Regions from separate parts of the Bos taurus genome. Here region 2 is linked to region 1. Evidence: chromatin contacts called from public Hi-C data. All regions are on one chromosome and are shown on one strand. The core of a region is the stretch at or near the end of the contact, and the rest is flanking DNA. Distances in the headings are between cores, read along the strand shown.

Region 1 (3,358 bases), core at 604-3,103:
AACCTGGCTCCCATTATATTTAATATTTTACATATTTGCCCAATAGCCCTATAATTAATCAGTCTCCCAGCCAGGAAGCTACCTCCTTCATCCTGCCATCTCCTCAGCCTCTGACTTATCCTCTAAGGGAGAGAAGAACCGGTAAGTCACACACTCTTAATGAATCAGATTCACCAAGTTTTGTGGTTGGAGAAAAAATGCTAAGAGTCAGAGAAATATGGTGAACCACTCTGGTTTGTGAGGCCTCTATTCAAAAACCTCGCTGGGATTTTTGGGCAATGGACTCAGATCTCTAGTGGTTCAGGAACCAGCTGCCAGGCAGTCTTCACTTTTGCCATTTTGGCATTAGGCGCTATAAAAAGCACTGTCCCAATTGCCTAGAAGCCTATTTTCTGAGATGAATAAGTTAGGGAAACACACAAACCCAGCACATCCAATACCACAGAGACACATTCTTCCAAGTAGTTCTTCTTGGGCCTGCTTCTAATTTGGGTATAACTGGGATTCTTTGGTCTCCCTAACAGCCACCAGCTGTTCCTATCCCTGCTGGAAAAAGAACAGCCCGTGCTGATGGGTAGCCATTAACAGATCTCTGCAAACATGCTAATGTTTGGGGTGGGAGGGGGTGAAAGGTGGACTTTTGTTTTCATCATGAATTGGATCCTGAGTTCTCGGAAAGAGTGCCAGCTGGGAAGTTCAATGTGGGTGATTAAGAACCATCACACAAATTATTTTTGAGACTTGATGGGTATCTCAAGCCAGGGAAACTGTGGGTGTGAAAAGTTAACCACTCATTTACTTGGTAAGGAATTGTGCTGTATCGAAGTTTTAAGAACACAGCTCCAGAGTGGCTTACTCTTTGATAACTAGTTGTGATCTCTATGCAAAGCTGGGCAATACTCTAGAAACAACCCCTAAACCAACATACCTTGTCTACTGAGCTGTAAGTATTCTGTTACCTGTCATGACAACCAGAAGGAAAAAAAAAAAAAAAAAAACCACAGTAAAGAAATAGCTCACCCAATTTATTTTCTTAAGGAGTTAGAGAACACTCATTCTATAGGAAAACATATATCACGTTTGCTGCCAGACAGTAAGAAAGAAGCCCACGTGTAGATGCATGCTGATGGGGTGGTCCCTAGACGAGGAGCATCAACATGACTGGGTAACTTGTTAGAAAAACATAATATGGAACTCACCCCAGATGTACCGAATGAGAAACTGCAGCAGGGCCCATCAGTCTGAGTTTTAAATACCACCTACTCTGCCTCCGCCCTCTTGTGACACGGATGTACTTTCAATTTTGATTATCGCCGCCCTAGACACTCGAGGCATGGTGTTGGAAAGACCTGGCTACCAACTAAAGTTACCCATTGGCCCTAGGATGGGTTATTAGGGAGTTCGCTGCAGTTCCTTCTGCAAACGGAAAAGTTTATCACACACACACACACACACACACACACACACACACACACACTTCTCTACATTTAAGATGCAGGAGTTCGCTGCAGTTCCTTCTGCAAACAGAAAAGTTTATCACACACACACACACACACACACACACACACACACACACACACACACACACACACAGACGTCTCTACATTTAAGATGCAGGAAGTTGTTCCTGTCCTCCTAGGTCTAGGGATCGCTTCCTCCTTTCGCCTCCACCTGGACCAAGTCGCAGAGTAGGTGGAATTTGAGACCCGGCAGGGGTCGCTGCTGCCCATAAAGAGAGAACCGGGGAAGCGTGGCAAGAGAAGCCTAGAATCTTTGACATCACACTAAGCTCCTCCTTGCACGCACACAGTAGACACACACAAACATATACAGACACACGCACGCACACACTCACTGACCGCGTAGTCTTCTCTCTGCCGGCTTGCTCCCGGTACCCCCGAGCCGGCCCCTCCCGCGGCAAGTGTGTGCTGGGCGCCGCCGGCGAGGAGCCGAGTGCCGGCAGCCGAGGGACCCGGCGCGCAGCAGTGGCGGCCGCCGCGCCCGCAGCCGGACCCGTTCGCCCCAGCGCTCGGCGACGGCGACCGGGACACCTCGCCGGCACCCCGGTCTCCGAGCAGCCGCGCCCGTCCCCGCCCGGGCTGCAGGGCGCCGGGCCGCCACCCCGCACGCTCCCGGGCCCCCTGCCACCCTTATGCCAGAAGGAGAAGCCGGGCGAAGGAGCAGGACGCTCGGCAGCCGGACTCCGCCGCAAACCCTGAGCGCCCCCTCCGCCCGCGCCCCTCCGGCGCCCGCGAAGCGAGATGCAACCGCCACGCTCCGGCTGAAAGGGGAAGGGGCCGGCGCCATCCGCTCGCTCCGAATTCTGTCTCCGCGGCGGCTGCGCGTCCCGGCCGCGGCCCCCCGGGCCCGGGAGTGAGCAGGAGCAGGAGGAGGAGGAGGAGGACAACGACGAGCGGCCGGCCCAGGGTTGGCCGGGGCTGGGGAGGAGGGACGGCGCGGGGGGGAGCGCGCGGGGGGCGGGGAGGGGGCCCCGGCGGATAAAGATGGCAATGTCTCTCATCCAAGCGTGCCGCAGCCTGGCTCTCTCAACATGGCTGCTTTCCTTTTGTTTCGTGCATCTGGTGTGCCTGGACTTCACCGTGGCCGAGAAGGAGGAATGGTACACAGCCTTCGTGAACATCACCTACGCCGAGCCCGCGCCGGACTCCGGGGCCGGGGCGGCGGGCGGCGCCACCACCGCCGCCGAGCTGCACACCGAGAGGACCGAGTGCGGGCGCTACGGGGAGCACTCGCCCAAGCAGGACGCCCGCGGGGAGGTGGTCATGGCCAGCTCGGCCCACGACCGTCTGGCCTGCGACCCCAACACCAAGTTCGCCGCCCCGGCCCACGGCAAGAACTGGATAGCCCTCATCCCCAAGGGCAACTGCACCTACAGGGATAAGATCCGGAATGCGTTCCTGCAGAACGCCTCCGCCGTGGTCATCTTCAACGTGGGCTCCAACACCAACGAGACCATCACCATGCCCCACGCAGGTAAGCGGGCTCCGGGCGGGCTCGGGGCGGGGGCGGGGAGCCCAGGGCGGGTGGAGGCGCCGAGAAGGATCCAGCGCCTGCCTCCTCGCTCCTTTCTGGGAAGTCTGTGCTTTGCTAAAGACGCGTCTCTGCTGCCTAGACCTACTAAGTTTCGCTCTGCGTCACTTCGTGGGATTTGCAAAGAAGAGAGGACTCACTGCATTGTGGGGACCAGGGAGTACGTTCCACTTAACACAGAGCCACTCGGACAGGGGTTGGCCGAGGGGGCCTAACTTTTCCGAGGAGGATCTGGAAGGTGGGGTGTGAGGGGGAGGAGGGGGCGGGCAGGGCTCGGATGTTGCTCTGGGCTTAGTGACTGGCCTCG
Region 2 (3,631 bases), core at 670-3,169, 280 kb after region 1:
TAAGAGTAATTTCCATAATATACTTCTTTGTTCCAACGTTACTGTTTCCACAGGTAATTAGTATAAAAAGTATTCATGAAATACTTGACATTCTTTTTCATACTAGGTCTACTAAAGGCAGCGTGTGTTTGACAGTCACTCAGCTGTCCATTTGGACTGGCTGATGCTCCAGTCCTCAGCAGCCACACGTGGTTCATCGTCACCTTGGAGAACACAGGACTAGAGCTTCTCCAATGTTCTCCCAAGATTCCCTGACCCTTACAAATAAAAGGGGGTAAAACCTAATTACCACTAGAGAGAACTGGATCCCACCCAGGTCACCTAATGAGAGGCCCAGAGACCCACTTGTCTTATAATGGATAAATATTCAGAACATCCTTCCTGAAATTTTTGCTGGGCCTGTTTAACCTTACCACAATTGTCCATGACCATTTGCCATTACTTCCTTGACCAGTTTTTTTTTTGTTTGTTTGTTTGTTTTTTAAAGAAATCACACAAAGCATGTTGGTTTGGTGCTGAGACAAAATTATATCCTTCACGTCCACCCTTGGACGGATGTGTGGCATTCAGGAGCCAAACAGAATTCCATATTCTAGTAATGCAGATTTACTTCCACCCCTGGTCCCCCTGCAGATGGTCTTTTCCTAGTCCCAGTGGCCCCTAGCCCCATCACTTTGGCTAAAATGCATGGATTTGGGAGGAAAAAGTGGCAAGGTACATACAGGCTCCAAACACGAGACTCTGTGTGGCCTTCTCAATACAGGAGAAGTCTTAGGAGCTTGTGACTTTCCAGCCTCAAGTTGTGAATTATGATGCCCTGAAACTCAGAAACCAGCTCTCAACTCAGAAGTAAGCATCCCCCTTCGGCCCCAAGGAGGTGGGCAAGAAAACGGGCATCCCCATTCCCTCAGTGTAATTTAGAGTCCCCTCTAGGAATTGCTGTATCCTGTGTGGCTGGTCCCTTTGGGCAGAACTGAACTTCGATCATGAATAGAGCATCGATATTTTGATTTCATCTCTAGGTTTGGATCACCCCTAAAGTGTCAACTCTGTCATCCTGGCAGGGAGTGATGGAGAGCTTGGAGAAGGTAGAAAGTTAAAAGTAGCAAAGGCATCTACCTTTTCTGACGTCACTGAGTAATGATCATGACCATGGAGGCAAAGAGGGTGTTTTTTTGTTTTGCTTTTAATTGGGGGATAATTGCTTTACAATATTGTGTTAGCCTCTGCCATACAGCAACATGAATCAGTCACAGGTCAAAGAGGTTTCTCTGTTTTGTTTTCCCTCATTCTGCTGGAAACATCCTGCATGCTCCTGGGTCTGGATTCGGTCATCCCAACCAATGGTACCCAGGCTAGTTCTGCTAGTGCTCTGACATTCCTGAAGCTGACATCCTTTCAGAACCAAAAACGATGACAGACAGCCTGTCTTGGACTCTTACTACCATCACGTTCATCTAGTCGAGATGAAAATTCTTGCAGAGCATTTAGTTGTCTGTTGAAGGCATCACCTGGACTGAAAACAAAGAAACCTCATCAAAGCAAAACCCTTTCAGAAAACCACAGAGAGAGTCACACCCTCTGTGGAGGGAGGCTCCAACCCTCTGTGGTAATAGAGCCTCTGAGGCCATTTCTGGTAGCATTTTTTAATAATACTTTCATTTAGATTTCTTTCCTTTTTTGTCTGGGTGTGTCTCTCTCTGGCTCTCTGACTGCCTATCTCTTTCCTTGTCTGCACACCCCCACATGAATCCTTTTCCCATCTTTTAGGACAGAAAAACCTTAGTGGATCTGAAGAGGTGTTATTATTGTGATTACCGTCCTTCCTGTTGTTGATGTTTTTCTTCTTTTTATTGTGTGGCAGAATCTATCTCTGCACTTCTGATGAGGAAAACCAGTTGACTATAAAAGCAAATTAACTTCCTCTGTAGTGGAGTTTGCCTCATTTTCACTTCTCATGTCACTAATTTTATCACAGACCACCTCTAGCTATTGCCTTAAAAAAAAAAAAAAAAAAAAGACTTCCTTTCCAGCAAAGTCTCCGAGGCAAATAATGGCAAGGTAACAATTCCAGAAGGCTGTCTAATCTGTTATCTTCTACCCCCAGCATCTGTGACCTTCTCAGTTCACCACAGGCCCCCAGGGTTAGGATTTCTTGGAAAAACACATGGGCTGTACCGTATCCGATGTCCACTCCTGCTTCTTAACATCTTGGCACAAGAACTTGCTCTTTGTAAGTGATCTGAGAGGCCACTTCTTCCTTGAAACTGAAAAAGAAGCAAAAAGAAACCATTCACCCAAAGTTAGGGATGCATAGTTCCTTGTGAGGTGCCCTGCATCACAGAACTCCCTCTGTGTTATTTGCATGGCCAGAACTGAACAGTACTTTTGATAAGGGCAATTAAAAGGTGGTGAGGATACAGCTTCCTGATGACTCAGCGGGTAAGGAATCCTCCTGCAATGCAGGAAACGTGGGAGATGCCAGTTCAATTCCTGGGTCGGGAAGATTCCCTGGAAGAGGAAATGGCAACCCACTCCAGCATTCTTGCCTGAAAAATCCCATGGACAGAGGAGCCTGCTGGGCTATAGTTCAGAGGGTCGCAAAGAGTTGGGCACGACTGAGTAACTAAGCACTCATGCACAGAGATGCTTTTACCCACAGGGAGTTAGGAAAGAAGATGGCAGGGAAAGTGCATGGATGCTCTTCCTGAATCAGTTTTAAATCAGAGGATTTAAAACTAAAATCCTCCACAAGACCTCTATGAGGCCTTGTGTTCATCTTAAGGAGTTTAACGCTTGTGAGTTAAACACTCCTGATTGCAAAGAAGGTTGGGATTATCTGAAAAATAAATTAATTCTGAGAAGCAGGTGTGCATTTCTCATCACTTACCTCTTACCTTCCTGCCCTCCCCTCCCCATCTCATGACTCCAGGCCCCTTGTAATTTATAAAGACCCACAGATGAGTAGCCACACTGTGCTCTTTGACCTTTGGGTGTCACTAAATTAATCATCCCAAAACTCAAGCAATGCATCCAGGTCCTGGATGTAGACTCTTCATTATCAAGTCCTTTAATTGCAAACCCCTCTCATTCTGCAAAGGAGCTGCTGAGGTTATTTACATCTCTCTATACTGTCCTCTAAATGATGCATGCCTTGAGTGCTTCATGATCAAGTGGCTTCTCCAGAAATCTCCGTGATTAAAGACCTTCTTTTCCTTGTGCTACTGTTAACATTTGCATTTACCACCAAGCCATTCTGTCTCTAGCCACTGGACAAATATTTGTTGAGGATAATAAGTCAAAAACATGCATCTCTCCAGAGGCTCTGTGGGTCTGAAGAGAGGGAGGGAGAAAACCCATGGAGAAGGTAGCTCATTCTGAGTCACCGAAAGTCGTTGCTTGGCAGGACATCAGTGGTCTTGTCCTCCTTACTGAAGTGAAAGACTTGGAGAAGCAGAGAACATCAGGTGGGGACCATGTGTACTGTATAAACCAAAGACCATCCAAACACGTGTCCACCCTCCCAATGGACACATGTTTCTTCCAGTGGCTAGTGTAACTTTTTCCCAATGTGCTCATAAATAAAAGTGAAGTTGGTTCACTTGGTTGAATGAAACTGTGAATGAAATCT

The links. Hi-C and Micro-C count contacts between places; a contact is called where the count stands out from the background.
Region 2: a Hi-C map of liver shows a contact between it and region 1, with 8 times the contacts expected there. The contact joins the enhancer-like site here to the promoter of RNF150 in region 1. A contact is called at or near these places in 5 of 11 Hi-C or Micro-C datasets (blastocyst, liver, skeletal muscle and 1 more).

Annotation. Positions count from the first base shown.
Region 1 is chr17:16,635,699-16,639,056 of ARS-UCD2.0, forward strand. It overlaps RNF150 (ring finger protein 150), which reads left to right and starts at 1,854. Exons shown (of 7, transcript XM_024977572.2): 1 at 1,854-2,994. The coding sequence starts at 2,505.
Region 2 is chr17:16,913,527-16,917,157 of ARS-UCD2.0, forward strand. The region is part of intron 6 of RNF150 (ring finger protein 150); the gene reads left to right. Among named protein-coding and RNA genes, the nearest start is that of TRNAR-CCU, 47 kb to the left of the region's middle. Within about 2 kb of position 1,920, at least 7 of the 102 cell types and tissues checked have an H3K27ac peak or open chromatin away from gene starts, as enhancers often do.